Regions from separate parts of the Mus musculus genome. Here regions 1, 2, 3, 4, 6 and 7 are each linked to region 5. A link is a contact called in public HiCAR-type and promoter capture Hi-C data. All regions are on one chromosome and are shown on one strand. Each heading gives the region's core, a stretch centred on a gene start, on an enhancer-like site or on the middle of the called end of the contact. The rest is flanking DNA. Distances are from core to core; before and after follow the strand shown.

Region 1 (3,566 bases), core at 227-2,726, 2.5 Mb before region 5:
ATCTGCTCTTTTCTAACCCAACTTAGTCTTTAAATTGGCTTAGCGCCCCCTGCAGGAAACCTAACGTCTCTTTTTCACCTGACCAATCTGTTAGCACACCTTCATTTTTAAAAGCAGTTTAATGCTTCAGTACTTGCTCAGTGGTTAAGGAACCTGTTCTCTCCGAGGATGCAGGTTGGGTTTCCAGCACCTACATGGTGGTTCAAAGAACATCTGACACCCCTGTGACACACACATTTACACTCATAAACATGAATTAAAAAAAAAAAACCTGAACAAAAGCCAGCAAAATTTGACCATTAAGACGATTTATTCAGTTGTCTTAGGCATCTGCAATGGTGACTTCAACCTCAACTCCCGGCTCAATACTGATGGAAGTAATCTGCTTAACAATCTCAGAAGGACTATGTAAATCAATGAGTCGCTTGTGGATCCTCATCTGGAATCGATCCCAGGTCTTGGAACCTTCACCACAAGGTGTTTTTCTGGTAGTGATTCTCAAAGTCTGCAATAAAACAAAATTAGTCCATTTCTGAACCATTTTCTCTGTATGTTAACAGGTTTCAGCAACCTTTACTAGAGAGTTTTGGAGTTTGCTTTAAGAAAGGTATCATACTCAATCGCCACCAGACATTTGGCCCCTAATAACTTGTATTCTTAGGAATGTAAATTTAATCTCTGAATTTATTTGGCAATCAAACTCTGACCTTCCCCCTCCCCACCAGTCTACCAGTACTCGAGTCTACCTGTCCCTTACCTTGGTAGGCATGCGCACCGGTCCTTTCACTTTCAGATTCTTTTCCTTGGCGCCTCTGATCAAGTCCGCACAAACTGCGGGTTAAGAAAGCATGGTCTTTCAGTTAACTCAGAATGACTCGAGGCGTTTTAAACAAGTTCGCCTATCGGCTCAGAATAGCGTATAAGAAATATCACTATAACTCAATACGGTTGGTATCTCCTCATCGCCGACCGCGCCCCAGCGATCACCAAGCCACCCCGAGCATCGTACTGACCCTTCTCCAGCGACTTCACGTTGCGGCTGGTGAGCGTGATTCGAATTCGGTGAATCGCCACTTCGGGCTCCACGGGCGTCTTTCCGGTATCTTTAAATGCCTGTTATCACCCAGGCGGGAAAAACAAACAGCGACCCGTAAGTGGAGGCCCACTCCTACACAACCGCCATGAGGACCCTCTCCCGGGCCCTCGCCGCGGCGGGAGCCCTCTCCCGGGCTCTGCGCTCCCGGCGCCCCAGCAAGTCGAGCCCCGCCGACGCCCCAGGCCGCGTGGCGACGCCCCCCACCTCACCATGGCTGAGGCGCGGCTTCCTGACCGACTTGTTCCTCAGCAGGAGCGAACAGCGGTGAGTCAGGACGGAGCAGGCTGGCCGAGCTCCGTAGCGCGCACCGCCGGGGCTCAGAAAGGAGGGGCCGGACGGCGCCGGGCGCTTATAAAGCACGTGCGCATCCGGGTGCTTTGTGACCCGGAACAGGAACCGCCCCGCCCGCGAAGAGGTCGCCGTGGGGGAGGCCGGGCTGCGTCCCCGCCTAGTTGGCGGGAAAGGCGAGGACGCGCGCGCGCCCTCTGGCCTCTCGGCGGAGTCCCTGTCCTGACTCGGAGGACAGACGAAGCTGGAGCGGAGAAAACTCATGCCAGGTGCTCTCTGCACAAGCACCTACGGTCTTTACAGTGCGAAATATGCTTCGCATGCATACTCGATCAGCTTGCTTTTGTCTGACAAGGGAAGAGTTGTTTTGAGGTTAGCTGACACGGACCTTGGGGAAGAATGATCGTGACAGGGCATTTATTTACTTGGTGCTGAAGACAGAAGTCAGGGCTTAGCAGGAAAACGCACTCCATCCATGAGCTGACACCCTGAGTTCAATCTTGTGAATCCTTGTAGAAGGAGATAGTGGTTTTCGGAAACTTGTCTTCTGACGAGAGCTGTGGCACCCCCCCCACACACACACACACCCCACCTCCCCCCCACCCCCCATTAATTACTAAGCTTATATTCTAAAAATTATTCGGAAACTGCTTTTCGGAGCTGAAATGCCCTTTTGTGATATTTTGGCTTTGGGCTTCCAGGAATATTGGAAACGTCTATATCTGCTGGAAACCCAGGTTTAGCTTCAGTTAGTTCAATTAAGTGAAGGCAGAACTCTAGTCCCAGTGCTCTGTGGGGTCACAGGGCATTGTACCTGCAGCCTGGCCTGGAACCCATCTACCCAGTTTTAATATTCTCTTCTCTATGTTGCGATGGAGCTCCGTTCTGCTATGTTATGATGGCTGAGACCTCCGGGGACTCCTTAGAACGGAGCAGTTGTTCATAATAAAATTAGTGTCTGCGTACAGCAGAAAGAAAGCCAAATGTCCTCAGGTCAAATGTCCTAGGACGCAGAGGATGGTGCAGATTAATCTACACTACCCACTGCGCAAGGTCAAATAGAATGTAAGCCTGGAGGTGGGTTACAGACAACACAGGAGGAAATAACATTATTTTGTAGGTGAAAGTTACTTGCTCCGAGTTGCCAAACCCAGAGCACTGATTCCCCTCCAAGGAGAACTCCCTAAGCCATGTTCTTCTGAGCTTTGGGAGCGCCAGCACCGATTCACTTGCTTGGTCGGGATTCGACCTAACTAGGAACTGGCTTTCTGACTCACAGTGTACATGAAGTTTTGCTGTCATTGAACAATTAGGTAAGTGTTAAAGTTAGGGGAGTTTTCGAGTTCAATTATTTTTAAATATAATCCATTGACCTCTTAGACTACTAGTAGACTTAACATCAGAAAAAAGTCTAACTTTGTTTTTCTTTTCCTTTCTTGACTATTTGTTTTGTTCTGCTTTGTTTTTGTGTGAGGTAGAGTTCCTTTGTGTAGCCCTGGCTGTTCTGAAATTATTCTGTAGACCAGGCTGGCCTGCACCCTGAGATCTACCTGCCTCTGCCTCTGCCTCTGCCTCCTGAGTGTCTGCTTTTTTTTTTTTTTTCTTTTTTTTTTTTTTTTTTAAGACTTTAGTCTGGGCCGCTCTGGAATTTACAGAGATCTTCTTGTCTCTGCCTCTAGAATACTGGGTGGGATTAAAGGCATTGGCCACCACCATAGCTAAAACCTGCATTTTTATTTTATTAACTGTGACATCAACTTTAAATCTGCATAATGTATCAGTAGGATTATCTGGAACAAATAAAGAAATGCAGTCATACTGCAGCTTCCTGAGATGTGATCTGTATTCATATTAATTACATCTTCAGAGGCCTGAACAGCAATGCTCCGAGGCTGTCCAGAGATTGAACAGGGTTCTTGAGAAGGACAAGTACATACACACACCACACCACACACCACACACACCATACACACTGAGGCTGGCTCCAAATTTAAGATCCTTCCATCCTTCTTTTTCCAGTGCTACAGAATTACAGGTGAATGAAACCACTCCCAGCTAGAATTATTGACAAAAAACAAACCTTAGACATTCCTTACTTCTTAAACATGGTCTCGGTGGCATGGGTCTATAATCCCAGAGTTGGGCGATCAGAGGCAGGGGGCTCTCATGTTCAATATCAGCC
Region 2 (3,133 bases), core at 282-2,781, 2.5 Mb before region 5:
GGAACCCCAAAACGGCTTAGTTTACCAGCAGCGATGCCCATGAGATCTGTGGCCCCGTTATGCTTAGGAAAAGCACTTCAGGCTGAAGTTCGTGGTAACTTTATTTCCTAAAAATATGCCCTAGTGGTATGTTTTCTTCCACACCATCCTTACTTCTTTAAAAAAATAAACAGAGACAAAAAGCTTATCTCTACATCGGCTCGATGGAGTCAGCCTAGTGCCCCTCGGAAAGCCTTGAGGTCCCTTTGGAGCAGTTCTGCACCCGGCCTCTGCAGGGCGCGGGCCTCCCAGCAGCTCTGGATGATGTTCTGCAGTGTCTTTCCAGTCAGGGAGGCGGTGAACACCGCCCCTGCCAGTGAGGGGCGCAGATTGTAGGCAACCACTGCATACTGCACGTACTGAGGTTCGCCGGAGTAAGGCACCTCCCTGGTGGTCATCTGCCACAGGGTGATTCCAAAAGAGTAGATGTCAGCTTTGGGCGTGGCAATCTCTCCTTTCAGGATCTCCGGAGCTTGGTGCGTGTACGTGCCCCCTATGTGGTGAGGGGACGCCTGCCGGCACCGCAGATCCTGCAGCTTCTGGGAGCAGCCGAAGTCACTGATCTTACAAACGTCTTGCTCACTGATCAAAATGTTCGCTGGCTTCAGGTCCAAGTGCAAAATGCTTTGTGAGTGGAGAAAAAGCAGGCCGTTAACAACATCTAGGGAATACTTGAGGCACTTCCCCAAACTCAGTTGTTCTCTGCAGCTGAGAGGCTCCGGTGAGCGGGTGGCACCGTAGATGACTTGGTGTAGAGTCACGTTGCCCCCAAACTCCATGATTATGGTACCTAGGCTGTTGGAGTCTTCGGGCGTGCGCGTGCTGGCAGCCACAACCCGAACTATGTTGTCGTGGCGTAGTCTTGCAATGTTCAGTTCAGCCCAGAAACTCCGCTGGGATGCACGTAGGTCCTTGGTGCACTTGTTTACTTGCTTGATGGCCACAGGAACACCGTGGTAAGTGGCTTTATACACCGAGCCAAACCCTCCAGAGCCCAGCCTATGCATCAGACATACCTGTTCCCAGTCTATGGAGAACCAGGCCAGCCGGCGTGGCAGTCCGGGAGCCCGAGGAGGAGTGGTCCCCAGGAAGAGCTTCCCTGCCTTCCTCGGGGCCACCAAAGGAATGCTGCAGGACCGCGAGTCCACCGATGGCGACAGCTCACGAGGGAGGTAGCGACACAGGCTTAGAGGCGAAGGCATTACACCCTCAGATGGGACAGTCACATGAGACACTAGGGAGAAATGAGTAGGAACAGCCAGGGAAGTTTGGGAGCATGGCTGAAGATTGCTGCCTTCATCCCAGTTCCTTTCCCTTCTTCCTTGATTCTCAAAACCAGCCACATCTGTGCTATCACTACTCCACAAGGTGTTTCTTTTTTAAAAAATAAGTCAGGTGGGGTTGGGGGTGCAGATGAAGCCTGGCAGTCTCAGATGAAACGATTGCTCACAGCTAAAGTGAATCCTTAGCAACTTCTTCCCCCGTTAAACAGTACTGGCCTGCCCAAAAGTTCACGTCACCTTCCAACTAATTCTTCAATCACAATACAATGGAAGAAAAAAAAAATCAAGTACATTCTGATGATCATTAATCAGTCCTTCGACTGAAGAGAAAAAAAAAGTACAGTGAACTTGGTGCACACTTTTCAGGCTATAATGATTGTTAGTGCTAGTCTCCAGCTGCATTAAATCACTCCCAGCAGCTATTGGCTGCAAGAGTTGCAATACAAACAGCAGACATTTGTTGAACTACTTGCCAGGGTTATTAGATGCAACCTTTGTAAGAATTAACATCTGTAACTTTAATGTCTTTGATCCAAATACAATCACTTATAGAAGTCAGATCACATACCTTTTACGTTCATCAGAAGGGAGCATTCTGACACTGTATTTGATTTAAACAGCAAGTTAAGACTCTGTAACATAACAACACAGTGACCTCCCAATATCCCTTTCCAAGGCAAGTTAAGCCACCCCATGAGTGTGAGTTTGCTTCAAGACAGATTCTAGACTTCACAGAAAGCAAGTTCCTGGAATTTAATGCAGAGTTGGAGGAAGGAAGAAAGGAACAAAGGTGATTGTGATGACCACGGCTGTAAATATCAGCAAGCGTGGGAAAACAGAGGAAAAGTCAGGAGAAATAGACATGGCTCAGAATCACTGGTACCCATCTATAATATGGAAAAGCAGATGCTGAACACAAATTCAGGGTCTGGCCATCAAACCACACATTCCTCCTTTTTTGTTTTATAAAAATGCGCTCAGTTTTATGCTATATCTCTGGGAGAATGGGGAAGAGCCTTGCTCTGTTTATTCAAAAACGTTTCTCAAAGTGGCTAGGAGTTATTCCTCTTAGCTGCTTGGTAAGGTGTTTTATGCATACAGGTGATAAGTGATCACTTTTCATGTGACAGCTGTGTCCCTTTGACTTCAGAATCACAGGTTTTGAGAAGACAATAAAGGAGAGACATATAAACAACTCAAAGTTCACCAAACTCCAGGTTTCTACTTGATGGTATGATATGATTTAGTCTGCCATCTTGTACATAGTATATAATTGTTAGCACCTCAATGCTTTATGTAAGAAATTAGAATAATTAAAGTAAACATTTTTCGGGAATAAAAGTTGAGTAGCTTTGAACATATTAAGAGAACAAAATATTAAAAATGTAAGCCATGGAATATTTTAATAGAAGCCCCATTCTGTGCACGCATATCAAACCCAAATAAAAAAGGAAAATAGTAAGCAGGACAAAATTTAAAAGCACTGAAATTATACTGCAAATTTGCTCAGCAATCACAAAGATAAGATTATAGTTCAGGACTGTGAATTGTGGACTTCAGGAGCATAAGAGTAATAGGTTGCCTTAAACCTCTGGGTATCACACAAAATACATTACAATGTGATTTATTACTTTGTAATTTTTAATTTTAAGACAACCTCATAAATAATTCACTTCTAAAGTTGTCTAGTATTTATCCAAAATGCAAAGTATTGGTGAAAGTATGAGTCACTGTGTATGCACAAATCTGAGCTCATTCCACTCACCAGCCATCTACTCAAGGCTTTTAATGGTGTACCCACTGCTTTCTAT
Region 3 (3,334 bases), core at 654-3,153, 2.8 Mb before region 5:
TCAAAACGGTATTTGGATTCAGCAAAATTCTAATAAAAAAATCAGACATTTCACAGAAATAGAAAAATACATTCATAGAACTAGAACAATCCCCAAACTCACATGGAGACACAAAAGACGAAATGTCCAAAGCAACCCCGAGCCCTAGAATAATGCTGAAGGCATTACCATACCCACCTTCAATGTAACCAGAACATGGAACTGTCATGAAGACATGTAGACCAAGGAAACCAAACAGAATATAAAAATAAACCCACGCTCTTGCCACCAATTTCTTTTAAACAAAGGCAGCAATGTTATTTTGCCCTTTAAAGTATTAAAAGAAAATATAGGGGAAACTATGCCCTCCAAAGAACAGACATCCAAAGCAAAAAAAACAAAAAAAAAACAAAAACAAAAAACAAAAAACAAAAAACAAAAAAAAAAACTATTAGTTGAACAGTAGATTTATTTCTAGAGTCAAAAGATTTATTTCTAAGTAGTCAAAAAACCCAAATAATCCCATTAAAAGGGGGGCTTGAATAGTCACTGGCTATCAAACATATGAAGAATAGATAGCAACACTGTTGTTGCTACTCTTGACTGTCAGCTTATGGGTTTAGAACCACCTAAGAGACAAACCTCTGAGAATGTCTGTGAGGTTGTTTGGTTGGTTTTGCTGTTGTTAATGGAGGTGGGAAGTCTCACACTAACTCTGGGTGGTGCCATATCAGTCTCTCATACAAGGAAGTTAATCTCAAAGATTAACAGCGAGTCAGGACAAGTGCAGGGAAGTATATAGACATGGTGATTTAGTGGGTGTGGAGCATAGCCAAAAGGAAGACTTAACTTTTAAAGCACAGTAGGAAAACTGGATTACAAAGTGAGTATCCAAAAACAGCTAAGAGAGAACAGTTTGAATGCCCCAACACAAAGAAACAGTGTCTGAGGTGAGAAATATATCGTTTCCCCGGATCTTCTCATGAATGTATCTTCTCATGATCTTCTACATGCACTGAAATGCTGCCCCGTGACCCAGAAATATGTAAAATTATTACATGCCATTGGCTTTTTAAAGAATTTTAAAATGTTTTTTTTTAATCACCTGACCCTGTGGGGAGGATGCATGAGTGAGCATGTGAAGGCGGAGGACAACTTTCATGCACCCGTGAATGTTTTGTCCCTTTAACCAACTCGAATAACCAATAAGCCTTCTCCTCACACCCATGTGTCACTTATCAATAAAAAGAAAACAAACAACAAAAACCCCTTGAGTTCAAGCTTCTTTCTCCGGGTTCTGATGTACATTACCTTGCAAAGATTTTGTTTTTCAATATAAAAATGCTCTTCTACTTTTGGTTAAAGTCCCCTACTCTTTTAATGACTACTCTTCTACTGCATCATAGTCTAACTCTAGTCACTCTCTCCAATAATGCTGTAAGACATTTAGTTATTTTTGAGACAGCATCTGTGTGGACCTGACTTGCTCTGCAGACTAAGCTGGCCTTGATCTCAGAGAGATCTGTCTGCTTCTGCCTCCCAAGTCTGAGATTAAAGGTGTATACCACCATGCCTATCTATAATTCACATCTAGACTGGTATATTGAATTTAGGAGTTATGAAAGGAAGGAATACTGCAGTTGTAGATATACTGCACGGCGCAGGCGCAGAGGCCGGGAACTAGTCCGGCTTTCCGCTCCGGGCCCCGCGACCAGGACACCACGCCTGCTACCGGCTAGAACAGCATGGAGAAGTCCATGGGGAGCTCGACGCACCTGACAAGAAAGTCACAGGAAATCGGCGACCTCGGCAGCTGGTCGGCGGCAGAGCCGGGAGAAGCAGACACGCGGGTAGTGCCGGTTTCCTTTAACTGCCTGAGAGGAAGAAGGCCGAGCCACATTGGGTGTAGGACCGTCGGTCGCCCCGCCCCTTCCGGTAGCTGCTGTCGCTGCTTCCGGTAGCGCGGCTGGCTGGCTCCCGGCTCGAGCGTCCCCAGGCGCGTTCCGCTCCTCTGCCCGCGCGAGTTACGCCTTTCTGTCTTCAGCAACAGCGCCCGGCCCAGTCGCGGACAACACCAGAGCGAGCCCGGATAACGAAATGTGTTGCGAGAAGTGGAACCATGTGGCCGAAATGCTGCTCTTCATTGAAGACCGCGAGGAGGAGTACAAGATCCTTTGCCTCTGCTCCCGGGCATTTGTGGAGTAAGTCGCGACGGTCCTCTCTCACTTTCTGTCCTTGCTCAGGAATGGGGGTGTCGCAGAGTTAGAGAGAGGCTTTCCAGAAAGCCACATGACCTGATGTCTAAGAAACTCGAAACCCCGCGGGCATGAAGGAATGTTCTACTGCAATTACTAAAGGGAAGATTAATATAATTTTGATTTTTTTTTAAATGTGGTACCTTATATGTGTCATTTCGGGTTTCCATAAATGAAGGGCCAATCTCAACATTGGTTGAGTCGGGCGAGATGGCCCAGGTATTGGCCATGCAGAAGGATAGCAAATTCAAGACCATCCTGAGCTATACCAGTAAGATGGAGTGTGAAGTGTAAACTAATACAAATAGATTGATGAGATGAAGGATCAAATTAGAGCTCTATTTGCAAACTGTAAAATCCTTTCCAACAAAAATTTATGTATCTGAAACGTCTAATTATTTGAGATAAAAGTGTTAACTGTTTATGGCAGTTTTAGAGACATCTCTGGGGGAAATGTTGGTTTCATGTTTAAAATTGCCAGAATAGAAAGTACCTTCTGGTGGGAAAAGCATTGACAAATTTTAAATTTGAAGGTACTCATTTTCATTATGTACTTGAGGGAAGATATCTGAAAGTTTCCTCAAAAAAGAAATATAACACCATGTTAAATTTAACATTTAAAAAATGTACTAGGCTCATTTGCACAGGTCCTGCTGGTTCAGAGTTGAACAGTCTTCTAGTGGGGGAGTGAGGATGATTATAAGACCGAAAAGAAGACTCAGAGACAAAGGTTAGAAATCCGGAGGGCTGCAGGCCTGAACCACACTGGCCCCAAATGTATTTCTCATAACCTTAATACACTTTACAGTATCATGGGAAACAAAGTCACAAACTAGCACAGACAATGGCTGACAGAGAATGGATATCTGTTCCCATCCGGAGGCCTCCCTGTTCCTTCCACAAAGATTAATCGAACGTTCAGCCTCTCTCCTTGAGCCTCAGTTGTAGCTTTTTGTTCCATGCCGTTGGCAGGCCAGGAAATCTGTCAGCCTGACCTGCCTTGACTCCGCCTAACAGACAGGCTTTTACAGAAGCAGACAAAAATGACTCCCAACGCTCAGGTGTACATTTAATTCAGTAAAGTTCTTTTTTATGCTCCT
Region 4 (3,223 bases), core at 229-2,728, 2.7 Mb before region 5:
GACAGTAGCACTGTTCATTATAGGAATAACCACCTTCCTACTGTTTTTGTTTGAGGAGTTATTCCTGTGGCTTAGTGATGGGGGCACTCTAAGAAGCATGCTCTTTGGTGATTTCGTCTTCTGGTAGACATCGTACACTCACTTAAACCTATGTGCTCCAGGTCACTCACTTTATGTCCTTTTTGATGCAATCAGGAGTCATGGTCCACAACGGTAGAGAGGACTTGTTGGTATCAGCATCATCACAAACGCTGTAGATCTGTCTTGCACTGTCACACTGAAAGAGCTATGACAGCTACGACACCACTAAGTGATACAGATTTTTCAGCTCCATTATAATCTCTGGCACCATCTTCATAGTCCCTGGTTGACTGAAAAATGGAGGGGCCAGGAAATGCTGGTGCACACCTTTAATTCCAGCACTTGGGAAGCAGATTGCTGGTTTCAAGCCCAGCATAATCTGCAGGGTGAGTTCTAGAACACCCAGGGTTACAACGAGAAACCCTGTCTGAAAAAAAGAAAAGAAAAACAACAAAACTGGTGAATCAGTGTGCTCACAAATGTTAGTCTTCCTTCATTAGTAACAAATGACAGCTGTACTGGACTTTGTTACAAGGTACCTGTTCTGACCTGTTGAACTGCAATTAGGGAATCCCAGAAAACAGAAGTCAGATTAGCATAAGTGGGTATCATAGTGACTGAGGCTAATTGCATATCTTGGTTCAGTAAGGGGCATTTATCAAGTCAAAATTTGGTTTGAACAAGCAATCTTACAACACACACTGGTTATGTACCTACAGTATGCCAAGTACTGTGTACACATAGGAACACAAGGACACAGCATTTGTTAGGAATGCAGTAATGTTACCAGGACCACATGCTAATCAATGCGAGCCTGCTACAGAGGACAGTTCTTGATAAGTAGTCTTAGCTCCATTTTCCTGGAAGCTTTCAGCTATTGGCATGCCCTTTAACTCCATAGCGAGTTCCCACTCCTCATTCCAGTGAATATCTTCAGCACTCCTTGTACACCTTTAAGGAATTTGATGTTTTGATTGTTAAAGCAAAGATTCCCCCTCGCCATACCCTCCAAACATCTACTCGCTGATACCGGTTTTTTTCTCTCTGGAAGCTCCAAACACACACAGAGAGTGCTGCTTCTGCTCCCAAGACACAGTGCATTGAGGAGTTGGGTCCTAAGGAACAGTGAAGTAAGGTGAACGTTTTCCACGACCCTCGAGAACCCCTAGATCTTCCACGCAGCCCTGGGGAGAATGTTGTTTCCGAGGCTACCGCCACTCTCCCAACTTGCGGTCTGGGTCTCCAAAGTCTGTTTGCTTGTAAAACCCTGAGCGATGGCTACACCAAATACCAAACCTTGGACAGGAACCAAACGGTCACTTCCCCGCCCTCCCAGCACAGTATGCAAATTCGAGCACCAGGAAGTAGCTGGGACCTCTCGGCCGAGCCCAGCGACAGCCAGTTCCTCTCCCACCGAGCCGGGCCTGGGCGCCTCCCGGCCAACGTTCTGCAGCTAATAGGTTGCTGCAGGCCGGGCACTGTTCCCCGAGCAGTGTGCCCGCAAGTCCCGGTCACGCGTCCTAAGACACCGGCCCGCAGCTGCTTCCCAGGCGGGCCCCGCAGGGCTATCCCGTCGCGTGAACAGCTTTTAACCGAAGTCACCGTGGAGTTCCGCCGCCCCGAAACTTCCACCACGAGCGAGTAAGTCCGGGGCTTGAGCGCAGGGTGGGTGCGTAGGGTGGACCGGGCAGGGACCGGGGCTGGGTCAGAGACCGGATCACAGGTCGCTTTCTTGGCTTGGGACTCCGGGTTTCGGTGCAGCCACGGCGCCCGCAGCAGAGGTCGCGCACTGCTTCTTGGTGGCGCTCGCGCTGGCCCCGGGTGGCGAGAGCATCTAGACTCCTTCAGCCTTGGGAGACTGTGACTCGCCGGGGCGATCGAGCGGGGACGCGGGGGCGGCGACTCCGCAGGTGTCCGCAGCGGAGCGGCGCGGAGGCGTGGTGGGCAGTGCGCACAGGGTGGGCGCCCCTGGGTCCTTGGCGTCAAGTCTCTCCCATGCCCCTCTCCAGCTTCTCTTGCCTGGCAGAGAGAAGTGGCCTGAGTCCACTCCGAAAGGGAGCGCGGTGGGGATTCCAGAGGGAGTCATCTGGGATCCAGTATTTAGTGTCCAGATCGGACCTTGAGTCCCCAGGGATGAGAAGGGGGGTTTGAACCCAGCCCCTCTCTAAGGTTGGCTGACAGCTGAGGTCCCTGTTGACTCGAGGCAAGGTGGTGACGTCGAACGGCTGCCACAGAGGCTGTAGCTTGACCTCCCGCGTAGCTCGACTTCTGTCAGCCCGCAGAGGAGTAGTCCAACGCCTTGGCCAAGAGGAAGCTAGAGTTATTTTAAGAATTCAGGGATGCCTTTCCTTCTGAATGGGGGAAGGGTGTGTGCGACAGTTCCCACTTGCCTGCCTTATCTTGGCTGACTATAGTGACTTCCCTATGCTGTTGGTGTAGTGTTTTTTGTTTTTTGTTTTTTTTCCCAATAGTCCCCGCTACTTGGGGTGCTTGTGGTTGTCTCTTTATTTATTGGAGTACCGGTGTTTTTGTTAATTATGCTAATCCGCCCAACTTCTTTGCTGTTCAGAATCCAGGTGGGAATCTAGGCCCTGCATTCTCTCAGTGACTGCGAATTATTGAAGTTCCCGGTTTGGGTTTCCGCCTGATTGACTATGAACCTACTTCATAGGTTTAGTACACTGAAGGTCCTTGAACATTATATGAATATAATGTTATATGAAAGTTACTTGGTACAACTGATCATCTATAAAATCGGAGGCCTTTGGTGGTTGGCAGTTTGGCGATTTTTAAACCCGAGACCACATGTCTGAGTGAGCTAGCTGACTTGAAAATCTATCTAATAAAACACCTGAAACGTGTGCTGTGCTGCCTCAGAGGTTCCTGGGATTCCCCCAGTTCAAGAGATCTTAAGACCTAACGTGGAAGACGATGGACTCTTTGCTCCGAAGCTCGGCTATCTGTAGGGTGTTTTCTCTCTGTGGAGTTAACACCCATAACATGTTTTAGGGAAATAGGCTATGCCCTGTGGGTTCAGGAACTTCCTGGTCCCTTCTCTTTTTTTTTGGGGGGGGGGGTCGAGACAGGGTTTCTCTGTATAGTCCTGGCTGTCCTGGAACTCACTCTGTAGACCAGGCTGGCC
Region 5 (3,397 bases), core at 65-2,564:
TTGTTTTTCTGAGACAGGGTTTCTTTGTGTAGCCCTGGCTGTCCTGGAACTCACTCTGTAGACCAGGCTGGCCTCGAACTCAGAAATCTGCCTGCTTCTGCCTCCCAAGTGCTGGGATTAAAGGCGTGCACCATTTTACAGGACAGAGGAAGTCATCAGTCAAGGCAAGCTTACAATACATAGGCGCTTACTTCAGAGAGGCAGGACAAGGCAGTGGGGGTGAGGTTCAGGGAACCTTTCTGTAAGACGCAAGGTGTTTTCTGGTGGCATTCTAAGCATTTGGATTGGTAGAAGCTAGTTGCCTGCTAATTCAATAGATTCTAAAGACCTGTTGTTTATTGTCACAAGATGTTAGTTTAGACACAGGGAAACAAGGAATGGCTGTTCTGGAGGGCCAGGATTTAGCCCAAGATATGGTGATCTTCCTCTGGACTTTCGACATTCCAACCTATTTATTTCCACAGCATGAAATTCTAATTAGGAGTTTTCCTTCACACAGATATTCATTCAACTAGGCTTGTAGCTAAGTATTTTATCTTGATATATTTTTAATATTCAATTCCAATTGCTCATTTCGTGCAGATAGGAAAGTAATTGACTCGTGTGTATATTAACCGTGTATCGTAGCAACCTTGCTGTAGCTGCTTATTCTGCTTACTGGTGTTTATTTTCTCTTTGTTTACATAGATAATCTTGCCAGCTGTGAATAGAACTGTATTTCTTCCTTTTCCATCCCGTAACTCGTTTTACAAGTTGTTCATCAGTTAAGCCATATTCTCCCTGGAGCATCACATTTTCATTCCTCTTGTCATGTAATGCTTATTGTTTTACCAGAGATAAAATTTCAAATGACTGTGATGATGAATAATTTAGATAGACAATTGCTTGCATGCCAATGATGTCATATACTGTTACTAGGAAATGGCCTCAGCCATGGACTGGTGTAGATATTGTCAGTTTCACATATTCATGTACACCCCAAACATCTGGATTCCCCTATCAGCACCATCAACTCTCAGAAAGCACATAGTCCGTGTTTTTAAGATTAGAATGTGGGTTTTATTTATTTCAGGGTGTGTGTGTGTGTGTGTGTGTGTGTTCAACACCGAGAGTAACAGTCAGCAGCCAATGAGCATTCGTTCTGGGAACAAAGGGTAGTAAAAGGCGGCGGGGGCTGCCAGGGAACCGAGGCTGGAGCCGGGAGTTGGGAGGATTTCGTAGAGGGAGGGTGGGCTGGTGGTCGCTCGGGCTGTGCCGCGTTGTCATGGGGACGGCGCGTGCGCCTGCGCCTGCGCGGCGGAAGGCGGGGGCGGTGATGACGCGCAGGGCGGGCCCCGAGGTTCGGTTGTGTGGAGCTGGAGCGGGCAGCAGGAGCGGCGCGGTCCTCGGGGCAGGTGAGTGGCCGCGGGGGTCCCGGGCCCCGGCAGGTCTCGGAGCTGGTCCGGCGCTCTGCTTCGGGCCCCGGGTGGGTCTGGCCGGGTCCTCGCCCGCACTCGGTGGCGTCCTCAGCGGCTTCCGGACGGCTGGCAGGGCGCGACGGACCGGAGGTGACAACGGTTAGCTGCGGAGCCGCTGCTCTGGAAGGGGGCAGGGAGGGCCAGGGCTTGCAGCGGGGTGTGTGCACCAGGAACGGTCTCCGGAGGTCTGGTGACTCAGATCTCCTTGGAGGATTTCCTTCTAATACGGGGCGGAGGGAGGCGTACAGACGTGGAAAGTTTCCAGTTTCAGAAGTGCAGTTATGGAGCCGTGGAGTGTGTGGGATCGTTTGTTGTATTCGTCCTATCTTCGACACATAGCTTTTTTTTTTCTTGTTTTGTTTTGTTTTCCATTAGGTAAATTACTTAGAAAGTGTAGAGTTTTAAATTCTTAACACGCACGCTTTACACCGAGAACAAATGTTTAAGAACGAAAGTTATATTGAAAATAGCTGCTGCCCTGGTCAATTGTCTTACTTTTGAAATGTCAAGGTGATATAGTTCAGCAGATTTGTACTCTCATTTTCCCGATGTGAGGATAGGACAAAGCAGAAAATATGCCTTTTCATCCTGTTAACAACTTAGGTCCTTAAACTGGTAGGTCTTAAGTGGTACGTAAGTATTACTGATCAGATGACTTGCACCAGGAAATAAGGAAATGGAATGACGAGAAGGCTCAGTAAACAATTACTCCATTATAGCCAGAGTCACTTAACTTTGGAAGCAGATTTTAGCTGTGCTGGATCTATTAAAGAGGATTTAAAAATCATGAACAAGAAAGGGCTGATTAAGATTTTGATGCACTTTTGAATTAAGCAGCCCTTTAAAATGAGCACGGCTCACCGACTTCCCCCCATTTTTGCCACTTTCTCTTAGGTAGTAAACATCCAGAGACTGTAAAAGACACCCACACACTTTAAAATACTTATACATTTAATAATCGTTCTCCTTGTACTTATTAATTGCCAAATGTTGCAACACTTACTGAAAATTTTAGCTTTTAAGGATGTAATTAGTAAACATATGGCTCAAAATTTTAAGCATTTAAAATGTAGAGCATACAGTATAAAACCTCCCCTGTGCTTGGCATAGGCTTTGGTTGTGCCCACCAGCCAGCCATATTTCCTCTGGCAGGCCAGTTCTTTTACGGTCTTAGGTACTGGTTCAGATAGTGCCTCTATGGTCAGACATGTAAATATGTTTCCCTCAGTTTAACACTGAGGAAGGCATGATTTTCTGCTGTATGTGTCTGTTTTTCCAGTTAGTAATAACATTTTGGATTATAACTTTCAGTTATGGTTAAGTTTGGCTGTGTTTTGGTCAGTGTCACTGTGACCAAGCTAGTAGGTATGATTGTCACCCTTTGCAAGTACATGTCAACTAAAGACATGAAGCGGTCTTACTGTGTCTGGAGTTATAATTGGAGCAGATGTCTAAATTGTAGGAGTTACTCCTCTTATACTTAACTTTCTTAAAATTGTAAAAGGCTTTGAACAACTATATTTAAAAAATGATAGTTTCTTTCCGCTAGCTTTTTAAAAAATGGTGTGTGTGTGTGTGTGTGTATGTGTGTGTGTACATACGTGGGAGTGGGATGGGGAGTGCAGGGAGTGGAGAGGCCAGAGTCAGCGTGCCTGTGGGGTTGAATTAGTGGTTTTGTCAGTTGCCCCAAGAATGGGTGCTGGGAACTGAACAGCATGTGTTCCTTGGAGCTCCTGCATACAGACCTGCCAGGAACCTAGGCCCCTGGGGCCCAGACTCACAACAACTCTACAGTTTTAACTTTGTCACCTTCTTAGTGTGCCCTACTAGTGTACATGGTCTGAACCTTCCTGGGCCCCACTCCTGACGGAGAATAAGCAGAACCTCCTTCCACGTTTCCGAGCTGAAGGCTCTCCCCCTGCAAGACTCCTGTCACATCA
Region 6 (3,371 bases), core at 474-2,973, 2.8 Mb after region 5:
CTTGTTCAACGCAGATCTCTTTGCCATAATGTGGAGGATGGGCCTGAGAAAGCCAGGACTGAAGGCTGGGATGCCTGGCAGCTACCAGATGTGGCTATGATTGGACATGGAATGGAGAGGGAGGGTTGCTGAGACCTTCCCCCAGGCCAGCTCCAGTGGAGGCAGAGAGAAGATAGTATACCCTTTAATCATGAAGGGCACATTCTAAGACCCTCAGAGGAAGCCTGAAACTATTCATCCTACTGATACATATATCCTTAGGTATATTTAATATATTTCTACATATACACACCTAGGTCAAAATTTAACTTATAAATTAGTAAGTTAAATCTATAAATTAACCTACAACAAGGTTCAGGAAAAGGTTAACGAGAGCAGTAAGACAGAAAATTACAACAAACGTTAATAGTCATTTTCTCTTGTTTTCTAAATGTCTTTCTGAAAGTGTAGATCTTAACAATGTTACTAGACGTTTTGTTCTTTTCTTATTAAGCTTATTATTATAGCACCTTCCCATTTATCAAAAGCACTTTCCAACTTGTCTTTGGCACGCCTAAATTCCTAGCATTGCCTGTCTTGCTCGAAGGGGTTGTTGTACAAGTAAATTTGGTTTACTGAGCACAAACTTTGTGATACCTCAATAAGCGAGCTGAGGGTCACGTGAGTAACGGGAAGGTAGCCTATATAGTGTGGATACAGAGAACAAAGGTTCGATTCTCATTCCAGATAGGAAGGGACTGGATACTGTGAAGTGTCATTGCCCCACTTAGAATAGCATTCAATACAAAACGTACAACTTACTTATGTATGGAACTTTCCACGTAACATTTTCAGAACGTGGGTGAGGACAGATAATTGAAACCTGGAAAAGAAAGACTGCTGGAGTGATGTGGGTTGGGCTAGCTGAGTAGAGGGATTGGGTTCCCATTGTGAGGATTTTATGGGGCTTGTGGCTGGTGGCATACGTTTGTATTTTATCCTCAGATCCGACCTGTCCACCCTATGCACTGTCGCTCTTTTCAACTTGACCTCATTTGACCTTGTCAGGCATCTTCAACATCCATCAGTCCTTCAGGGAGGAAAGCCTTTGGACACATGGCTTCTCGCCATTATTGGTGTGCAGACAACTTGAAAATTGGCAGAGGAATCCATGCTGGCGAAAGAGCAGTTGAAAGACCCTCAGAAGAGGTCGGGATGCCCTTGGAGGAGGTAGAAAACTTCATGTGTTCCACGCTTCTCACAGCCCCGCTGGGCTCCTGTGGCTTCTCAGTGTCTCATTTCCAGGCTATGCCGGTGCTCCACTCGCCAGCAGAGGGCAGCATTGAGACATCAACGAAGGCGGACTTGGGCGCGCGACCGCCGGGAAGCAGAGCCTCAGGATGGCTGCTTGTCGGAAGCTTTAACCTTTTAAGCAATTCTCCGGGGAGCCCTTCCTGTCATGTGTGGGCTGCCCTAAAATGAGCAGGTGATAGAAATGAAATATTAAACAATTCTGTTCTGCAAAATGAAAATGAGTTGTCATTTAGCATTTTTATCAGTCGATGACACATTCTTCCAGCTTCAGAAGGATTTTGTGAAAATGCAGGAGACAGTGAACTCATTTACCACCAAATCCTCAAGAATCACACGTGGGGGCGCCGTCATCAGGGGCAGGGGTGCAGGGCAGGCCAAGGCTGAGCCTTCAGGGCCGAGGGGCTGGGATCTGGGACCTGTGACGCAGGCCAAGGATGCAATTGTCCTGGATAGCAATACCGAGGAAGCAGGCACATCTCCAGCAAGGCTGTGTGTGGCCAGGCAGAAGGCAAGTCAGCTCACAGAATAATGAAAGGAGCTGAAGGTGGTGAAGTGAGGGCTGCGGGCAAGCTCGCTGGTCGCAGGAATCTCTTTCATACTGCTTTCAGAAGCACCAGCAGTGATGCCGAGCAGGGTTTTGTTTTTGTTTTTGTTTTTGTTTTTGTTTTTGTTTTTGTTTTTGTTTTGTGATTTTCACCTAGTGGCTTTGGTGGCAGCGAAGTCCACTCTGAGCTCAGGCTGTCAAAAGGGCGCTTTGCAGGAACCTGAGAGGGTCTCCAAGCAGAGCTGCAGGGAAGGGTGGGCCCCAGCCTTCCCCGGAAGCTCTTCAGCAGATTAAATCATGGCGTCTTTGGTAGAGGATTCCTGGCTGCCACACAAACAGCCCCTGCTTCCCCGTTTCCAGTGCGATTTATTTCTCTACAGACGGTATTGATTCTTTCCTCTATCCGATCGCTCCTGGGCCTGTGTAAATGAAAGCCCTCTTGTGTAATAGTCATGCCTATAGCTGGGCGATTTGGGCAGGCAGCTGCGTGTTACATGACCCTGTGAGAAGCGATGCATTTTGCTGGATAGATACAGTCGAAGCAAATGTTTGCAACTCATCTAGCAGCCCAACCTGTATTTACGAAATATTCACCCTGTTTTTTTTTTCCCCCTTTGAGTCAAAACAGCTCAAGAATATTTCTGTTATAATATTCATATGAAGGGGCTAGTGGCAGAATGAGATCATTATCTGTTGAGCCAGGTGCTGCCCTCTGTGTTACTGAGGGAAACAATCCAGACTTGTGCTCGGTTTGAGTTCATTTGAACTCATCCAGATGGGACTAACAATAATACCTGTTCCAGGTGGGTACAGATGCATCTGACATAAAATGGACCCAAAGCATCTGCCCCCTTTGGGTCCTGCATAGTGTGAGCCCCATTCTCCATTAGCCCCTCCTTTTCCTCTCCTTTCCTCCTTGGTCTCTCCCTTTGATTCAGTAAAGTGATCTCACTGAGACATTGACACCAAGAGAGCCTTGACCTCGCTTGGATATTTATTACTTAAGAAAGGTCAGTGCGATCAATAAAGGCATCAAACATATTTCTGGCTTTTTTTTTTTACTATTTTATTTCTGCATTTATTTATATAGTAGATGTTGACACACACACACACACACACACACACACACACACACACCACATTCTCTTTTCCTCCCCACACCCTCATAGCGTGTAGTAATGGGTATATGTTAGCTAGCCACTACCCACATTTGCAAACCTCTTGTGAAGCCCCAGGTTGTGTGAACACGGACTGACATTTTTATCTTTGTTTTTCTGTTTGTACATAGTATCAGGAGTAAATGAGATTTTGTTCACTTCTCTCCACATCTGATTTGATAATTTAAACCAAACCAATCCAAACTAAACCATCTACTCGATCCTTGCCTTCCCTCCACAGTAAGGGTGGAAGTCAGCTGCTGATGTAAGGGCATAGCTCGGCCACTGTGTGATGATAAAAAAAGGTCTTGTTTCGGGCTGAGCTCCTGTGGGGCTTCCCTCTCTTTGTAGAATACCGGAGGGTCTGAAGGTGGCCA
Region 7 (3,446 bases), core at 241-2,740, 2.7 Mb before region 5:
TTTATGTGTCTACTAACAAATGAAAGTTCCAGGTGGGACCTGATTTCCCCATACTATGGCCTTTTTCTGCTTTACAGCAGGAAAATGGTTGTTTTAAAGCAAGAGTCTTTTAGCCAAAATCCTTCGAGTTTTTCCCGATTCTTAATGAAGTAGGGTGGGGTTTGGCTCAGTGTTTGGTGTAGCTATACCTAAAAGTAAAATAACTTTGGGAATTAACATTTATTGATAATTTATTATAAACCAAAAAAATATGGCCATAAAAGTATGGGTTCTACTTATAAGCTTTTTATAAACCACGAAACATAGTTCATAGAATTTCTGAGTCTGCTTTGATTCAGTAAATGGTGCTTGGCCACTGCCTTGGTGACAGGTAGCCGTTGTGGTGGTGCAGGCTGCACGGTCTCCTTTCTCTGTTTAAGGTACCTGCAAGGAGCATGGAAGCAGACAATTGTTTGCCCAGAGACCTAGAAACTAGTGATTTTGTTTGTGTCAGAGTTCAAGATGCCTCTCTTCACTTAAGTATGATGATGTCACAGAGGTGACAGAGGTGACAGAGGTGAAGTTGCGCCTGCCCTCAGGGTGTGTGCAGTGGGGTTAAGGAATAGTTGCACCTGTTTCCAATACTGAGGGCTCAATGCACACGTAAAGTCACATTGTGAGTTATTAATGTTGGTACTTGTGACTGAGGAGAGAAGAAATACGAGGCAGAGGAATGTGTGAGCTGTGGAAGGCCAGCTGGCCAGGCCTTGCATTTGGTTTGGAGGGCTGGTTAGATTTGCCTACATGGGAAGAGCTTGCTCAAGTAGAGATGAGGAGGCAAGATGACCGCATGTTCATGGGTTGAAATCTCTGCCTCTGACAGAAATTTTCTGCTGGAGCCATGCAGATGATTGACAGTTAGGCTGGAGAGGGGTATTGTCAGACTGTGAGCAGTACGGTGTCTATGTGAGTGTGTACTGCTCACAAAGAAAGGCAGGACTCTTTGATCTAATGAGAGGTGATTGTAAGGACAGTACTGAACACTTACTGCCTATTTATCCTACCAAGTAGCCTTTATTGTACAATAGCTATGCAAGGTTTAGAATGTCCTTCATTGACAATTCAGTACTGTACACTACTGACAGAAAGTGTGGCCTTCATGGACCTACATTTACATGAGAGATAGATTGATGATAAAATAGGTAAATTCTCGGGCTGGCATTAAGGAAGAACAAAGAGAGCTGTGAGCTGGGAGGACACTCGGAAGAGAGCATCACATTTTCAAGCTTGTTTCTCTGTGTGTCCTTTGTATTAAATCGGGAAGGTAATAGATGGGAGGAAGTCTCTGGAGAATTTTAAATGTAAAATAATGTTCCTAGTCATAACCATAGTACAGGGCAGAGGGAAGACCAATGCCACGGGGACCAACTGGTGGGCAACCGCACCTCTACATAGATCCTGTAATCGTTGATATCATGTAGGTCTGCTGGGGGGGAGGGGATCAACGTGGGGAAGAAAATCAAAAATTACCATTTTCTCATGCATGCCTTCCCAGAACTCAGAACCCAAATGTAAATCTCTCACAGAATTGATGGGACCTGAGGGGACTGGATTTGACTAGGAAATGACAACACTGGACAGCTGTGGTTTCCCATGCTGAGTGGACAGTGTGGTGAGGAATTTAATTAAAAATGAAAATTCGGTAGAATTTTGTGATATGCTGTTGAAGTACATACATAAAGTAAATAATGTCGAAGTAGTGTCAGGAGTAGTGTCAAGGCATTTAATTCTAGCACTTGGGATGCAGAGGCCAGTCTGGTCTACAGAGTGACTTCCAGCAAAGCTAGAATGACACAGGTAATCCCTGTCCAGAAAAAAAAAAAAAGAAGTTTTCAAACTTCCAACATACTACAGAGGTACAAAGTATTGTATTTTATTTTAGCGTTGGGATTTTTATTGTAATATTACATGATGTTTGCTTGTGTTTTGTGTTCTTTAAACCTTAAATTTTTCCTTTTAGTTTTATCTTACTGATTTTTACAATGCATTTACTTATGTATTGCTTATGAGCCAGGGCCTTCAGTTTAAGTAGCAGAAGATGACACTGAACTGATCCTCCTGTCTCTACCCCAGGTGCTGGGACCACTGAGCCAATTTTACATTTTATATATATATAAAAAGATATGGTCTGAAACTGAGTGACAGCCTTCCCTAGAGTATTAGTCCCCTGGAAAGCCAGTAGTGTCTCTGTCTGGACTCTGAGCGATGTAGAAAGTGAAGGCAAAATTGCTAAGTGCCAGCCACTGCCTCAGTACTGGCTGGTGGTCACATGCTGTGTGTTCCTAACACCATACTCAAGATGTATAGCCTCTGCCAGCCTCACCCACACAGACTAACCCCTGGCTCCTATTTCTCCCAAGTACTGAGTCACAGCTTCTCTGGCACTCTTGGTTCATGGTCCTCCAACTACAGTTTTTTTTTTTTCTAGTAGTCCTAGAATGGAAGATATTCTGCGAGTAGTGAATCCAAAACTGGAATACATTTTGGATATAAGGACACAATGCTGTTTGAAAAGATGTCATACATTAGAAGGAAGAATCCTATTTCTGTTATATTTTAATAATCACAGTCACTCGCAAATGGGTCAAGTGTATCTTGACATGAAACTTCTCAAACTGTCCTGTTTCTGTTCCATTGATTTGCAGTTGACACTTGCTAGTTTTGAATCACACCAGACACAGCCAACCTGGTTTCACAAAGCTAAGATGTGAGGGAGGGAGGTGTACATAGCTGAGCCAGTGCTGGAACAAGCCTTCACCATGGCATATCCCCTGAAAGCTTGAGGTCCCCTAGAGCATTCTGTCACTTGGTGCCCTGAGGTGGCTTGACCCCCAAGAGCCATCCTTTTATATCATCTCTTCTTGGCCTCATTTTTAAGAGGAACAGCTCTGAATCTGCACTGGCTTTTGCTTCTTATTTCTCATTTTAAACTCCTGGGGTCTGTTAAAGTCTCTCCAGGACACTTCATTGTCCTGCAATGTATCGTTTAGCCAGTTAGTAAAGTGTCTTATTTGTTAAGCTTTGAGAATCTTGGGCCAGGTTCATGTGGAGTTAACCTTTAATCTCTGTGAGTTTGAGACCAGGGTTTTTTGAGACAGAGTTGGCTATCCTGGACTCATTTTGTAGACTAGGTTGACTCATTTTGTACACTAAGCTGGTCTTGAACTCACAGAGGTCCACCTGCTTCTGCCTCCTGAGTGCTGTGATTAAAGGCATGTGCCACGCCACACCTAGCATAACCATGTTTTTACAGGAGTAAAACATTGTAGCTTATGTGGATACCTTGATAATGAAAAAAAAAGAAAAAAACAACTGACCTATCATGGAAGAGTAAGGGTTAAAATGTTTGTTTCGATTTCCTTTGTTCTTAACATGCCTTGTAACCGTTTTATAAAAACATAATGTAA

The links. Promoter capture Hi-C pulls out the DNA fragments that hold promoters and counts their contacts. HiCAR-type assays count read pairs that join an accessible place to other places. Capture Hi-C pulls out chosen DNA fragments and counts their contacts.
Region 1: a promoter capture Hi-C map of liver shows a contact between it and region 5, with 3 times the contacts expected there. The contact joins the promoter of Rps20 here to the promoter of Sdcbp in region 5. A contact is called at or near these places in 6 of 39 promoter capture datasets (the 3T3-L1 cell line, cranial neural crest, frontonasal cranial neural crest and 2 more), 4 of 115 datasets of contacts at active chromatin or transcription factors (astrocytes, fibro-adipogenic progenitors, large pre-B cells and 1 more) and 2 of 9 other capture datasets (adipose tissue and liver).
Region 2: a contact with region 5 is called in a HiCAR-type map of astrocytes, with 3 times the contacts expected there. The contact joins the promoter of Mos here to the promoter of Sdcbp in region 5. A contact is called at or near these places in 2 of 39 promoter capture datasets (cranial neural crest and pre-B cells) and 3 of 115 datasets of contacts at active chromatin or transcription factors (astrocytes, embryonic stem cells and large pre-B cells).
Region 3: a contact with region 5 is called in a promoter capture Hi-C map of pre-B cells, with 6 times the contacts expected there. The contact joins the promoter of Tmem68 here to the promoter of Sdcbp in region 5. A contact is called at or near these places in 3 of 39 promoter capture datasets (cranial neural crest, hippocampal neurons and pre-B cells), 1 of 484 Hi-C or Micro-C datasets (CD4 T cells), 2 of 115 datasets of contacts at active chromatin or transcription factors (large pre-B cells and stem cell-derived neural progenitor cells) and 1 of 9 other capture datasets (liver).
Region 4: a contact with region 5 is called in a promoter capture Hi-C map of liver, with 3 times the contacts expected there. The contact joins the promoter of Lyn here to the promoter of Sdcbp in region 5. A contact is called at or near these places in 2 of 39 promoter capture datasets (liver and pre-B cells), 2 of 115 datasets of contacts at active chromatin or transcription factors (pro-B cells and stem cell-derived neural progenitor cells) and 1 of 9 other capture datasets (liver).
Region 6: a contact with region 5 is called in a HiCAR-type map of astrocytes, with 2.7 times the contacts expected there. The contact joins the enhancer-like site here to the promoter of Sdcbp in region 5. A contact is called at or near these places in 4 of 39 promoter capture datasets (hippocampal neurons, liver and pre-B cells) and 2 of 115 datasets of contacts at active chromatin or transcription factors (astrocytes and large pre-B cells).
Region 7: a contact with region 5 is called in a promoter capture Hi-C map of pre-B cells. The contact joins the promoter of 6330407A03Rik here to the promoter of Sdcbp in region 5. A contact is called at or near these places in 2 of 39 promoter capture datasets (neutrophils and pre-B cells).

Annotation. Positions count from the first base shown.
Region 1 is chr4:3,834,179-3,837,744 of GRCm38.p6, forward strand. It overlaps Rps20 (ribosomal protein S20), which reads right to left and starts at 1,477. Exons shown (of 4, transcript NM_026147.6): 1 at 1,306-1,477; 2 at 1,014-1,113; 3 at 758-831; 4 at 1-505. The coding sequence starts at 1,308. The coding sequence ends at 323. Gm32823 (a long non-coding RNA gene) reads left to right here and starts at 1,471. Exons shown (of 5, transcript XR_881078.2): 1 at 1,471-1,756; 2 at 2,505-2,697. It overlaps LOC115490074 (a small nucleolar RNA gene), which reads right to left and starts at 968; the gene lies at 901-968.
Region 2 is chr4:3,870,574-3,873,706 of GRCm38.p6, forward strand. Mos (Moloney sarcoma oncogene) reads right to left here and starts at 1,532. Exons shown (of 1, transcript NM_020021.3): 1 at 85-1,532. The coding sequence starts at 1,241. The coding sequence ends at 210.
Region 3 is chr4:3,572,950-3,576,283 of GRCm38.p6, forward strand. It overlaps Tmem68 (transmembrane protein 68), which reads right to left and starts at 1,904. Exons shown (of 8, transcript NM_028097.4): 1 at 1,755-1,904. It overlaps Tgs1 (trimethylguanosine synthase 1), which reads left to right and starts at 1,930. Exons shown (of 13, transcript NM_054089.4): 1 at 1,930-2,180. The coding sequence starts at 2,077.
Region 4 is chr4:3,676,643-3,679,865 of GRCm38.p6, forward strand. Lyn (LYN proto-oncogene, Src family tyrosine kinase) reads left to right here and starts at 1,479. Exons shown (of 13, transcript NM_001111096.1): 1 at 1,479-1,722. It overlaps Gm42250 (a long non-coding RNA gene), which reads right to left and starts at 1,466. Exons shown (of 5, transcript XR_881076.3): 1 at 171-1,466.
Region 5 is chr4:6,364,366-6,367,762 of GRCm38.p6, forward strand. It overlaps Sdcbp (syndecan binding protein), which reads left to right and starts at 1,315. Exons shown (of 9, transcript NM_001098227.1): 1 at 1,315-1,394.
Region 6 is chr4:9,134,663-9,138,033 of GRCm38.p6, forward strand. Gm50597 (a long non-coding RNA gene) reads left to right here. Exons shown (of 2, transcript XR_001784233.1): 2 at 1,048-1,511. Gm34288 (a long non-coding RNA gene) reads right to left here. Exons shown (of 4, transcript XR_881105.2): 2 at 802-862. Among named protein-coding and RNA genes, the nearest start is that of Gm34288, 6.3 kb to the right of the region's middle. Within about 2 kb of position 1,724, at least 95 of the 459 cell types and tissues checked have an H3K27ac peak or open chromatin away from gene starts, as enhancers often do. A contact at or near this core is called in astrocytes, where this site is marked.
Region 7 is chr4:3,713,474-3,716,919 of GRCm38.p6, forward strand. It overlaps 6330407A03Rik (RIKEN cDNA 6330407A03 gene), which reads left to right and starts at 1,491. Exons shown (of 1, transcript NR_028126.1): 1 at 1,491-3,340. All of the region lies in intron 1 of Lyn (LYN proto-oncogene, Src family tyrosine kinase), which reads left to right.